Linked DNA regions of Sus scrofa: region 2 is linked to region 1. A link is a contact called in public promoter capture Hi-C data. All regions are on one chromosome and are shown on one strand. Each heading gives the region's core, a stretch centred on a gene start, on an enhancer-like site or on the middle of the called end of the contact. The rest is flanking DNA. Distances are from core to core; before and after follow the strand shown. Region 1 holds the start of ZNF444 (zinc finger protein 444). Region 2 holds the start of UBE2M (NEDD8-conjugating enzyme Ubc12).

Region 1 (6,723 bases), core at 1,094-3,593:
ACACAGGACAACGCAGAAGGACAGCTGGCGGGGATACCTCTCCAGCCGGCGCCCCACAAACCTGCCTTCACACTTCATTGGTCAGAATGATGTCACACCCATGGGCCTCAGCCAATCGCTGGCGAGGAGAACAGATTGTCCGATTGGCTTAGGCCAATCAGCACCGCCCCTTATTGGGCCCTCACTATTCCCATGGGACTCTGTGCCAGGTCACCCCCAATTCAGATGAAGACATTGTTTAACTGGTCATCCTGGGTGTGGAAGCTAGGGGGTGCTGGATGGCTTTCTGAACCGTGAAAACACCCACTGAGCGGTGCTGAAACCGGATGGGCCCGGATTCCGTGGACCCTGACCACACCTGTATCCTCTGAGCCTGCCCAGCATCTGTCTTTCAACATCCCCCTCCTCCTCATTATTATTTTGGCCAATCCCGTGGCACCCAGAAGTTCCTGGGCCAGGGATCGAACCCGTGCCACAGCAGTGACAAGGACAGATCTTTCACTGGCTAGGCCAACAGCGAACTCCTTAATCTGTCTTATAATTGGTGCCCAGGACACAGGAATGTGACAGGTGACGAGTTGAGGGCATTCTTTGGTGAAATAAGCTATTTCATTACATGGTGGCTGGGCTGGTTGGGGTGGGGAGTAGGGGAGTCAAATTTGCACCTGGGTTGGGCTCGCTTTTTTTTTTTTTTTAATTTTTATTTTATTTTGCTTTTTAGGGCCACACTCGCCGCATATAGGGGTTCTTAGGCTAGGGGTCGAATAGAAGCTGTAGCCGCTGGCCTAAACCACGGCCACAACAACGCGAGATCTGAGCTGCATCTGCGACCTACACCCCAGCTTCTGGCAACGCAGGATCCTTAACCCACTGAGCTAGGTCAGGAATCGAACTCGCAACCTCATGGATCCCGGTGGGTTAGTTACTGCTGAACCACGAAGGGAACTCCTTGGGCTTGTTTTTATTAGTGACTCAGCTGTAGGTAAAAAAGAGCTAATGTTTATTGACCGACTCCTTACTCTCTGCCAAGCAGTGTTCTAAGTGCTTTGCATGTATTCACTCATGAATCCCCACCCTGGAAGAGGGTGATGGAAAAAGAAAATCAAAGGCGACCCTTCCATGTTTGGGGTGGGCATTTGTATGGATGATGGGTTTATCATCTAACATGGTAGAAAACTGGGGGAAAAGCAAGATTCTTTGCTGGGGGGAGGGGCAAAAATTCTCTTCTGCCCACCTTATGGTTTGAGATGCCTGTTCAAAAATCCAAGTGGAGACGTCAAGTGGGCAATCGGATGTGAGTGGGAACAAGAACATCGTGTTCCTGGAGCAGCAAAGATTCCGGTGTGGCTGGAACACATTGGGCAGGAGAGGCAAGGTGGGCAGAGAGGTGGGCCAGGGTAGGTTGGGTGACAATGAGGGGGTTGGCTTTCACCCAGTCTCGGACAGGAGGTTCTGACTCAGCCACTGACCACTTGTGAAACCAGGGGAAAAGTTCTTGTCCAGCTAATGAATGCTTGTGATGTGCCAGCCACCGTCACACCCTGTCTGCACATCAGTCCAGAAGGTGGGGGCGGGGGAGTCTCCTTCTCACCCTGCCCCGAGGAGACGAGGTGGGGAGGAGGCAATCACAGCCTTAGGTCCAAGCGGCTCCTGTTGTCCTCAGGCCTGGAACTGTCTGTGCATCGAACTGTAACTCATCTTTTCTGAGTTCCTGCCCTTGCTGGGACGTGCAGATTGAGACCCTGACCTACGAGGGTGCGTCGGGGACGTGCAGGCAGCACCCTTCCGACTCACACGGGGGAAACGGAGGCCAGAAACCGCCTGCCATTCTCCCAAGGGATGAGCAAGGTGCCTGGGTCCGCCCTCGAACCACACACTCCCCTCCAGCCGGCTGCAGCCTCACACCGCGATCCGGCTTCTTTCTCCCACCTCACTCACTTGTTCTGCCCGGATGGGGGAGGGGTGAAACCTGACCCGTTGTCAAGGAGACGCACCCTGTAGGCCCAGATTGGTGCAGAACTCTGGCCTGGGCCCCTCCTCCTCGCCCTCCCGCTCCTCGGGCCTGGGGGCCCTCATTTCCCGAGGGCCTGCCGCTCCGCGCCTCCTTCGGTCTCCATGGAAACGCCGCCACAGCTCCTCCCCCTCTCCGCCCACCGGCTGCTCATCCTGGCACGTTTGCGCATGCCTGGGGCCCAGGCCCCGGCCAATGGGAAGGCCCCGGCCAATGGGAAGGCCCCAGTGCGTTCTGGGTAATGTAGTCCAAAAAACCCTGGAGCGGTAAGAGAGGCCATGTTTGCGAGGGCCAATAGGTCGCTGGGAGGGCTTCGGTGCATCTTGGGAAATGTAGTTCTGGTGCTTGTGGAGCCATTCGGAGATGGGCGTGAGTGGGTCGCCACGGCGAGAGCCAATAGAAAGCCACCGTTGTTGCGATCCTTCCTGGGAGATGTAGTTCTAGGTGAGGCCGGCGGGGCCGTTGAGGGGAACAGATCCCTGGGTCTCTGGGAGTGTTGAGGGGAGGGGGACGGATGAGTTTGGCGCAAAGCCTGCCGGGGCATGGAGTTCTGATGAGCTCTGTGCGCATGTGCGAGGAGGCGAGGGGGTTTGGGGGGCCTCGCCCGGGAGAGTAAGGTGAGCGAGGGAGGAAAGGAGGGAGGGATCGGAGGGGGGCAGTTGGGCGAGCTTTGGGGAGAAGGGGTCCGGAGGAGGGAGGGACGGGAGAGTTGGCGGGAGGGAATAAGAAGGGGGCCGGGATGAAGGGGGAGGGGGAGGGAAGCGCGGACGGGAGGGGGAGGGCCCGGAAGGAGGAGGGGGTGTGGGCCCCGGAGGCGGAGAACGCCGGGGAGAGTTGGAAACTGAGGGAGGGGGCGGGGGAGGGCCGAGGGGGGTGGGCTGGGCCCTGCGATGGAGTCTGGGGGCGCAGGACCAAGCCGGTCAGAGAGGTTTGCGGAAAGGGGCTCGGGGCGGGGCGGGGCGGGGGGGGTGGTCCTCACGCGGGCGGGGTGCAGGTGGCTCCCCTCGTGCGTGTCCGTACAAGTTCGGTCGCACTTTCATGGAGTTGTGAGATTCCTGCGGATGAGACGAATTGCCTTGTTTCTGTCTCGATGGAGCTCCCCCCCCCCCCCCCCCCGCCTAGCTTGTTGCAAGGGATTAGGTTCGTGGGCGTGCAGCTCTTCAAGGCTGTGTTTGCTCTTGTTATCATCTGAAGCTGCCCTCCTCCCTGTCAGCCCCAGTCACCCAGTTTTATTTCCTGGTTTAACCCTTATTCCAGCTCGAACTTCGGTGTAATGCAGGTGTTTTTGTTTATGGCGGTATCCCCAGCACCTCACAAAGTAACAGTAACAGGAAAGGTTCGCTCCGGTTGGGGGCTTGGTTAGCACAGCCGAGTGTTGTTCTCAGCATCTTTGTTTTCCCCACATCTTGAATTCTTACCGCGACTCTTGGGTTAGTAGGACTCCTCTTCCCATTTTACACCCCGGGCAGGGCAACTCTGTGTGAAAGGCGTCGTACCTTGTTCAAGGACGAAGAGCTGGGAGGTGGCAGAACTGGGATTTGCTCCAGAGCCCTTTGCCCTGAGTAAATATTTGTCCATTGGGCCGGTGGCTCTCAACCAGGGGCGACTGTGCCACCCCCCCATCCCCAAGGGGACTTGTAGCGCTGTCTGGAGTCACAGTTGCGGAGATACTGCTGGCATCTGTTGCTAAGAGGCCAGCGATGCTGCCAAACATTGTAGGATGGCTCTTACAACGCAGTTATCCAGCCCCACATAACACTAGTGTAAGGGTAGGAAACCCAGGGGAGACAGGCAGGTCTTCATTGAATGCTTCCTTCTGATTCATCCTCCTGGCATCCCTGTTGGGAAAGCTACTGTTAGACCTATACTGCAGGTGGCGAAGGAAGCCCAGGGAAGGCCAGTCACAAGTCCAAGGTCGCACCATGGAGAGATGGCATCGTCCAGGGGCGCCTGCTGTGGCGCAATGGGATTGGTGGTGCCTCTGCCAGACACAGGTTCCATCCCTGGCCAGGCACAGTGGGTTAAAGGATCCGGTGTTGCTGCAGCTTAGGATAGGTCACATCTGTGGTTCAAAGCTGATCCTAACCTGGAAACTTCCACATGCTGCAGGGCAGCCAAAAATGAAAAAAAAGAAGAAAAATCCGACTGCAGCGGGTCAGGTCACTTGGGAAGTGTGACCCCCGGCCTGGCTCAGCGGGTTAAGGATCTGGCATTTCCCAGTTGTGAAAGCTGCGGCTTGGATTCAGGCCCTGGCCTGGAAACTTCCATATTCTGTGAGTGTAGCCATGAAAGGAAAAAAAAAAGGGGGGTAGGATTGAAAGTGGGAGTCAGAGCCTGGTCTCTCTCTTTTTAAATTGTATTGAAGTAGAGTTGGTTTACAGTGTTGTGTTAATTTCCACTGACAGCAAAGTGACTCATTTACACACACACACACAGAGCCATTGCCACACAGAAATACTGAGAGATTTCTCGGTGCTATACAGCCGGTCAGGGGCCTGTCTTTTAGCCATTAAGTAGTTGCAGCACCGTGAGCCCTGGAGTCAGACAGTTCCAGGTTCAAATCCTGCCTCTGCCATTCTCTGCCCATTTCTCTTCTTTGCAGCAGGGCTCTTGGGAGGGATGGGTGGGACAGTGTAAGATGCAGGCCTCTTGGTGGTGATCCGAGGCATCCGGGGTCCCCGGTCCAGCTGGGTGGGCATAGACAGTTGTGTTACAGGTACTTTGATGGAGACAACACAGGGCACTGTAACAGCTACCGGAGGCACTTGACCCTCAGTGGATAACAGGGATGGGTTTTCACAGCAGAGGGACTTCTTTTTTTTTTTTTTTTTTGGTCTCTGTAGTGACACACCCACAGTATATGGAGGTTTTCAGGCTGGGGGTAGAATTGGAGCTGTAACTACTGGCCTACACCACAGCCACAGCAACACCAGATCCTTAACTCACCAAACGAGGGCAGGATCGAACCTGTGTCCTCATGGATACGAGTCAGATGTGTTTCTTTCCACTGAGCCACGACAGGAACTCCAGAGTGACCTTTATTGAATGTATTTTGTTGAGTTTACTTTTTTTCATTGAGCTAGAATAGGCATATAACATTGTATTAGTTTCTTTTTTCTTTTCCTTTTTTTTTTTTTGCTTTGTAGGGGCCACACCTGCGGCCTGTGGAAGCTCCCAAGCTAGGGGTCAAATTGAAGCTATAGCTGCTGGCCTACGTCACTGCCACAGCAATGCAAGATCCGAGCCACCTCTGCCGCCTACAGCATAGCTCATGACAATGCCAGATCCCCGACCCACTGAGCGAGGACAGGGATTGAACCCACATCCTCATGGATTCTAGTGGGATTTTGTTTCTGCGGCGCCACAACAGGAACTCCCATGTTAGTTTCAAGTGTACAAATGACTTAATATTTGTATATGCTGAAAAAGGATGACCACACTAAGTCTAGTTACCGTCTATCACCAGACATAATAGCAGAGTTTTTTTCTTTTTTTTTTTGTCCTTTTGCCTTTTCTTGAGCTGCTCCCGCAGCATATGGAGGTTCCCAGGCTAGGGGTTTAATTGGAGCTGTAGCCGCCGGCCTACACCACAGCCACAGCAACGAGGGATCCAAGCTGCGTCTGCGACCCACACCACAGCTCATGGCAACGCCAGATCCCTAACCCACTGAGCAAGGCCGGGGATCGAACCCGCAACCTCATGGTTCCTAGTTGGATTCATTAACCACTGCACCACAACAGGAACTCCTGGAATTTTTTTTCTTGTGATAAGAACTTTTAACATCTCTCTCACCAGCTTTCAGATATGCAACAATAATGTTAACTGTGACTGCCAAGGTGTCCACTACATCCCCCAGGAATTTATTTTATAACTGGAAGTTTGTGAGTTTTGACTCTTTTTACCCATTTTGCCTACAGCTCCCACTCCTACCTCTGGGAACCACCAATCTGTTCAGTGTATCTATGACTTTGCTTTTTTTATGGGGGGATGGATTCCACATATAAGGGAAATTATACATTTCTGTCTAATTTATTTCACTTAGCATAATGCCCTCAAGGTCCATCCATACTTTCACAGATGACAGGATTTCATTCGTGTGTGTGTGTGTGTGTGTGTGTGTGTGTGTGTGTGTGTTTAGGGCCACACAAACAGCATATGGAGGTTCCCAGGCTAGGGGTCAAATCGGAGCTGTAGCTCTTGGCCTACACCATAGCCCCAGCAACACCAGATCTGAGCTGCATCTGCGACCTACACCATATCTCACGGCAATGCCAGATCCTTACCCCACTGAGCTAGGCCAGGGATCGAACCTGCAACCTCATGGATACTAGTTAGATTCATTTCTGCTGAGCCGCGATGGGAACTCCGATTTCATTCTTTTTTATGGCTGAATAATATTCCAGTGTGTGTGTGTGTGTGTGTGTGTGTGTGTGTGTGTGTGTGTGTGTGTATTCCACTGTGTATATCTCACATCTTCTTTATTTATTCCTCAGTGGACATTTAGCTTGCTTCCATATCTTCACTGTTGTAAATGATTCTTCTATGAGCAGGGCGGGAGTGGGGTGCGTGTATTTTTTTGAATACATACCCAGAAGTCGAATTGCTGGATCAAAGGGTGTTTCTGTTTTTAATTTTTTGAGGCGCCTCCGACCCATTTTCCACAGTGGCTGCCTGGGGTGACCTCTGATAGGCCATGCTTTCTCAGGGCAGA
Region 2 (6,371 bases), core at 216-2,715, 2.7 Mb after region 1:
TTGCATGTTTAATCGTGGCTGTACCTGAGCTTCTTGCCTAGGGTAAGCTCCAGTGTTTCTGAATCCACAGCCCTAAGTCCCAGGTCCCAGCACCTGGGTCCCTCCAACCCAACTCCCAAATGCCCCATCAAGCCCCTGACTACCCCACACCCAGGATCCCTGGCCATAACCTCCACTTTCTAAAGGAGTCCCCACTCAAGGAACTTATTCCTCCCCACCCCCTAAATCACTCCCTCCACCAATCCCCAGCCCCACCGTTCATCTACATCTCTGCTTGTCATCCCAAACCCAAGTACCCACCTGACCCTCAGATCTATGGGTCCCCAGCCCTCCTACCCACACCACTCTGACTATAAGATTACCTGCATCTCCAGCGTGATCGTTTAAACTCAACCTTTCTCTTTCTCTAATCTCTGGCACACACTATCCCTCTCCTCCTCGTGTCACCCCAAAGCCAAACTGCCATGTGACTGCCCCCTGACCCAGGAATGCCAGGACTCTAACCTACTTCACCACGTCTGACTCTTGATTCCTAATGGCTCCAGCATAAAACACTGTCTCTCACTCCATTCCTCAATCCCGGCCCCCGCTATCTGTATCTCCTCTGCCTGTCATCCAGGTTCCCGTCTGATCCCCAGACTCTCGAATCCCTGGTCCTCCCCCTCCACTGCGTGACCCTCAGATTCCCGGTTCCTAGTATCAAACGCCTGGCATTCGGAATTCCCTAAACGCCCCATCCTAGGCCTCCCATCTCTGACCCCTCCAATGACTGTATTACCCCCAACCCCCACCCCCAGGGCCCCGATCTCCAATCCCCACATCCGCAACCCCATTTCCGACATCTCTGACCCCCCTGGCGACCACATCACCCTCACCCAGGCTCTGACCTCCGACCTCCACCCTCATCCCCCGACCTCCTACCCTTCTGGATCCGCAACTGCGCCGCCGACGCCTTCTTGCTGCTGCCCTTGGTGCCGCCCGCCGACTCCTCCTCCTTCTTCTGCTGCTTCAGCGAGAACAGCTTGATCATCCTGCCGCCGCCGCCGCTGCCGCCGCTGCGGGGCCCGGGACCCCGGCCACCCGGCCCCCCGCCGCCGCCCGCGCCGCCTCCGCCACTCGGACCCGCCGCCGCGGCCTTCTTGGCTGCTGCCGCCACCCGCCCGGCCTGCCGCGCCGCTCCGCGCCCACCGCGCGGCCCGCGTCGGCTCCCGTAGTCGGCTCCGGCCTGGCCCGGCGCCTCGGGCTCGCTCGGCAGCGCTCGGGCCCGCTCGGCTGTCCTCGGGCCCGCTCGGCCCCGCCCCACCCGCCGCTCCCTCCTCCCCTTCGCCCACTTCGGTGTCCTGAGGGCCAGCTGCTGCGGGGACGCCGGCTTCTCTGGCTACGCCGCTGGCGCGCTCCCTCGCTCCCTGCGCGAGGGGCGTCTGCGGCTAGAGGTGGAAGGGGGGAGGCGAGGGCCTCGGGGGAGGCGGCCGCGTACGGAAGGAGTGTCGGCTTCCGCGGCAGCGGCGGCTTCGGCGCGGAGGTCTGCAACGGCCTCGGGCGCCCCACCGCTTCGGATATTTCCGCCGCCTGCCCGCCTCGGCTCTTCCCGCCCGAACTGCTCTGTGCGCCTGCGCAGCAGCCGTCGCCGCCGCCGCCCCTCTGCCTTGCCTCTCGGTGGGACTGGGGATCGGGCTGCTTCGGCTAGGCTCGGGCATTTCCGTCCGTGCAGACCGTCCCGTGGTCACTTCCGGGGACGCCCGCGGAGCCAGGGAGGGGGCGGTGCTGCGGCCGTCTTTAAGTGGGGCAGATGCGGGCCGCTTCATTTGTGGTCCAGCCATTCCCATCTGCAGTCGTGCGGACGGCAGCGAAGGTGGGTCAAACAAGGTGCTTGCCCCTGCGGGTCATAGGCTGAGGCAGGGTCAGGGCCAGAGCCTGAGCAAGGCCTAGAGGGTGCAGGGTCCAGCACCTTCCGTGTCCCCTTGCAAACCGAAGAACCCGCTCGCAGAGACTCCGGTTTAGGTAAACTAACGAATAAAACATGTACTGTGGCAGAGAATAGCAAGCACTGCGAAAATTTACACGGGAGACGGAACATGGGGCACGGCCTCCCAGCGCGTGTCCCCTGTTTGGCAGAGGCGCCCTACGCCCTTTCGAGGTGTGCGTGCTGTGGGCGGGGCTAGCCTCCCCTCCAATCACAGTTCAACGTGCCTCGGTGGGCGGGGCGGGAGGAAGCGCCGAAGGATTCACCGACTTCCGGATGTTACCACGGGTGCTGTCAGGCTGTGAGCGCCGTAGAAAGGGCTGGTCCGGGCGGGCGACCCGGCTCGTGGGCCGGCCGGGGCTCTGCGCTTCAGCCTTCTCACGTCCGAATGCGGCTCCCGTCGCCTGTTCCATTCCGTCACTGCGGCCACGTGCCGCCATTACCGAGGCATTTTGTGGGAAGTAGTCCCGGCGCGGCGCTGGGGGCCGGCAGGCACGATCCTTGGCCTCTTGCCGGGCGATCGGGCTCCGTCCTCACCCCAGGAAGTCGCTTCCATCCCTTTGGGTCTTGGTCTGGCCTCCATCCCGGGCCCAGCCTCCTCGGAGGCCCTGCCCAGGCACCCTCGGCGTTCTTGGGCTCCGTGGACTGGATCCCAGTGTTGTCTGCGCAGCCGCTTTCCCTTTCGGTCCTTCCATTCGCCTTCCACCATCCCAGAAGCTTCTTTCAGCTTTCTAGCCCTAGCCTCACAGTCCCAGTATGGTTGACTCCCTTGAGAGCTGAGTGTTGGAGAGGCGCCAGGGTGAGGACGAGGGACCAGAAGCCTCAAACAGCTCAGGTTTTGGGGGGTTGACAAGCTTGCAATCATCCTAGCTTCAGGCTTCGGACATGGCTGGCCCTGGGACCCGGAGGCCCCCTCTGGACTCAGTTTCCATCCTCCTCTATCCCTTCCTCCGTTCTTTTCATCCACTGTGCTCTTAACTGATTGTTTTTGTACAGGACATGAGGGTTGATGACTGTCTCGCGGTTTACCAAGTCTCGGCGTAGTTTCAATTGTCCAGGTTACTTCATGTGTCCACTAGTCAGGCCAGTTGCTGGGGCCCTTCAGCTCAGGTCCCATCTGGTGATGGGGTATTGGTTCCCTGGAGAGGTGACACTGGACTAGTCAAAGCTATGATCTTGGTCTTGTGGCTTCCCACCAAACAGTAGCTAAGACTTAACCATGGAGCAAAATGCTGGGCAAAGGGGACTGTGGTGTCTGGACCAGGGAGGAGGGGATGGCCTAACTGTGGCGGGGCACTGGGTTGGAAGTGATGGAGCTAAGCTGTATGTTCCTTGTCGCCCTTGTGGCAGAGGGACACAGGTGGTTTGGGTAGCACATGTGCATGTATCCCGTGGGCCTGCAGCCTCTCAGACAGCACAAAGCTTCACCCAGGCAGGTCAGGGCCAGTGCCCTGGAGTGACTGTGCAGAATGTGGCTAGTGAGTTGTGAGGGTGGACGTGCACCCGGGTTGTTATCATGGTTTTGAGACCCGGGAAGAAAGGGTCTGTTTTGGGAATGAGGGAGCAGGAGCAGTCAGGAAAAGGGGGCTGAAGGGCTGTGGGCCTCCAGCCTAGACATGGATGGCTACGATCAGAACGGTGATGGGAGATGGAGAGAAGTGGATAGATTCAGGAGGCTGGGGTTTGGGTGAGAATGGATGGATGTGGCATGGAGAGGCTGGGCTTGGGAGTGAACAGTGTGGGCACAGGTACAGTCAGTCCAGGACAGGCTGGGCACTGTTGTGGGTTTCTTAGATGACCAGGGCTTGGGTATCCCTCTTCTGGGTTCCTCCTATGGTTCTGGCCCAGTGGGGCCAAGGGGTCATTCTTTCCCTACCCTCAGCCCTTGGATTCTCAACCCGCAGCCACATGATTGGATTAGTGTCCCACCAACTGCAGAAATGGCTTTTCATGGACGGTTCTTACAAAGCCGTTTGTGTTTATTTCTTAGGGCTGGTTCGGCAGGTGGGTCTTTGGACTTCTCAGGGCTTTAGGTGTGGGGCCCTGACTGAATGGCTCCATACTTTTCATGGTCATCGTAATTTTTCCTCTGTGGAATTTCTTTTTTTTTTGTCTTTCTGTCTTTTTAAAGCTGCACCCGTGGCATATGGAGGTTCCCAGGCTAGGGGTCTAATCGGAGCTGTTGCTGCAGGCCTACGCCAGAGCCACAGCAACACCAGATCCAAGCTGTGTCTGCGACCTACACCACAGCTCACGGCAACACTGGATCCTTAACCCACTGAGCAAGGCCAGGGATTGAACCTGCAACCTCATGGTTCCTAGTCAGATTCATTTCTGCTGCGCCAAGACGGGAACTCCAATTTCATGTTTTTATGTAGTTGTATCGGGACAGATTTCCCTTCGTGATCAACAGGAAGATGACCAAAGATGAGAGCTTTCTTGTTCTCGTTGTGTCTGATTATAAAAGTCACATAAGCTTGTAAAAAAAAAAAAAATCCACGTTACCGGGTTTAGAAAGTTCCGGGAGCATCTCTCCAACCTGAGACCGCTAGCTCCCTCAGTGTTCGCTCCTGTGCCCTCCCTGCTCTGATTCTCTCAGCCGCTTCACACCTTCCTCTCCCCTCTGATTCTGCAGATCCCAGACCAGGCTTCTCAGAAGTCCCCTTTGTGGTCAGAACAGTGGGTGCCGTCAAAGGGCTCAGGGGCTGCCCCCCACCCCAACGCCCACCCATGACCATGCTACACAGGAGTGCTCCTGCGTCGGGGAACTGCTGACTTTGCCAGATACGGTGGATGCCAGAGTGACTGATCTGGCTGGGCCTGAGTAGTGGGGAGTGGGGAAAGGAGAGGTTTAGGGGAGGAGAGGAAGCGGGGCTGAGGCAGGGAGCAAGCGTTCTCTAGCATTTCCTTAGGAAGCTCTGGCCCAGGCTGCCTTGTCTTTCCTGATACAGGGCCCAAATTTTGTGGGAGTCAGAGTGACCCAGAGTGGCAGGGGAAGGTCCAGATGCACTTCTGGAAGAAGCCTGGACTCAAGCGCCTAGAGATGCTGTTTCTGGAACTGCCTCGGTCGAGGGTAGGCTGGCAGCTGCCTAGAGTGCGGTTTAGGTCCCAAGCCAGATCCTGCCTCACGAAGACCCCCCTCTTTGGAACTGCCTTTCACCCCCTTGTCTCTGGCACCCACGGGTGGGTTGGGGGGCTATGTCAAGGCCCGAGCAATGGGAGCCGTAGAAGGGGAGGACAGGGCAGAAGAAGCCATGGCCCAGGAGGAGGCAGGAGGGTTCCAGAGATATCCGCCCTCAGCTCTCAGGACACGGGACTGAACTGGCAGTGTCTGTCCTCGTGTAAGCTGCTGCCAGCTGTGTCTCCTTACCTAACACAGGCCTGGTGGAGGCCTCCCAGTTTTGGGGGAGCACTGGGGAGGTTGTGCACAGGGCCTGAGAGGACTGAGGAACTGGCCCCAGGGCCTGCAGGCAACTTGTTAACCAGACCGGCAGGGGTCCTGTCTCAAGAGGACCCACCCTCTGTACCTGCCGGTGGTAAATATGCAAAAACCAGGCAACGTCCAGAAGGAATGGATTCGCAAATACAACCTTGCAGCTGTTATACCTAAGGAATGGATTCCTAGGTTTAAAGTTTCATGAACGCATCCTCAGGCCAGCTGTGGCCTGCTGGACAGCAGCTTGCTGCTTCTACACACCCGATAACCTTGACTGGCTGGGGGGACCGTGTGCACCCCACAGACCTGGGCAGGCCCTGCCAGGGCCCACATCTGTAGGGGGCGTGGCTCTACGGGAACCAGGTCGTTGGGCGGAAAGGGGTGGCTGGGTGGGGCGGGGAGGGACCCGCGCGGGCGGGGAGGCAATGAGTGGGTGCAGACCCAGACGCGGGTTCCGTGTTCTGTTTACTGAGCACGTCTTGGGCACCAGGCCCCAAGAGGGCCGGCTCGTACCCATGCGACCGATGGCAGGCCTCACGACAACCCCGCGAGGCAGCCGTTCTGCACCTGCCTCCGCGCCGAGGGCCGAGGTGAAGGCGGCGGGGGCGGGGGGACGGGGTGCAGCGCGCACAGGCTACTCCGCACTGTGGACGCGCTGGTGCTGGATGAGTTTCGTGCTCTGGTGGAAGCGGCGGCCGCAGTCCTGGCAGGCGAAGGGCTTCTCGCGCCGGTGGGTGCGCAGGTGCTGCGTGAGCGTGGGCCGCTGGCGGAAGGCCTTGCCGCACTCGGGGCAGGAGTAGGGCCGCTCGCCCGTGTGGATGCGCCGGTGCTGCGTGAGGTTGGCGTGCTGCCGGAAGCTCTGGCCGCACTCGGGGCAGGTGAAGGGCCGCTCGCCCGTGTGGATGCGCTGGTGCTCCGTGAGCCGCGAGACCTGCGTGAAGCCCAGGCCGCACTCCCCGCAGTGGTAAGGCT

The links. Promoter capture Hi-C pulls out the DNA fragments that hold promoters and counts their contacts.
Region 2: a contact with region 1 is called in a promoter capture Hi-C map of liver, with 5 times the contacts expected there. The contact joins the promoter of UBE2M here to the promoter of ZNF444 in region 1. A contact is called at or near these places in 1 of 5 promoter capture datasets (liver) and 1 of 47 Hi-C or Micro-C datasets (heart right ventricle).

What each region holds. Positions count from the first base shown.
Region 1 is chr6:60,455,664-60,462,386 of Sscrofa11.1, forward strand. ZNF444 (zinc finger protein 444) reads left to right here and starts at 2,344. Exons shown (of 4, transcript XM_021095118.1): 1 at 2,344-2,455. LOC102159166 (a long non-coding RNA gene) reads right to left here and starts at 4,467. Exons shown (of 3, transcript XR_002344832.1): 1 at 3,430-4,467; 2 at 2,991-3,066; 3 at 2,352-2,436.
Region 2 is chr6:63,107,150-63,113,520 of Sscrofa11.1, forward strand. UBE2M (NEDD8-conjugating enzyme Ubc12) reads right to left here and starts at 1,466. Exons shown (of 6, transcript XM_021097419.1): 1 at 922-1,466. The coding sequence starts at 1,030. MZF1 (myeloid zinc finger 1) reads right to left here. Exons shown (of 6, transcript XM_021097358.1): 6 at 5,847-6,371. The coding sequence ends at 6,034.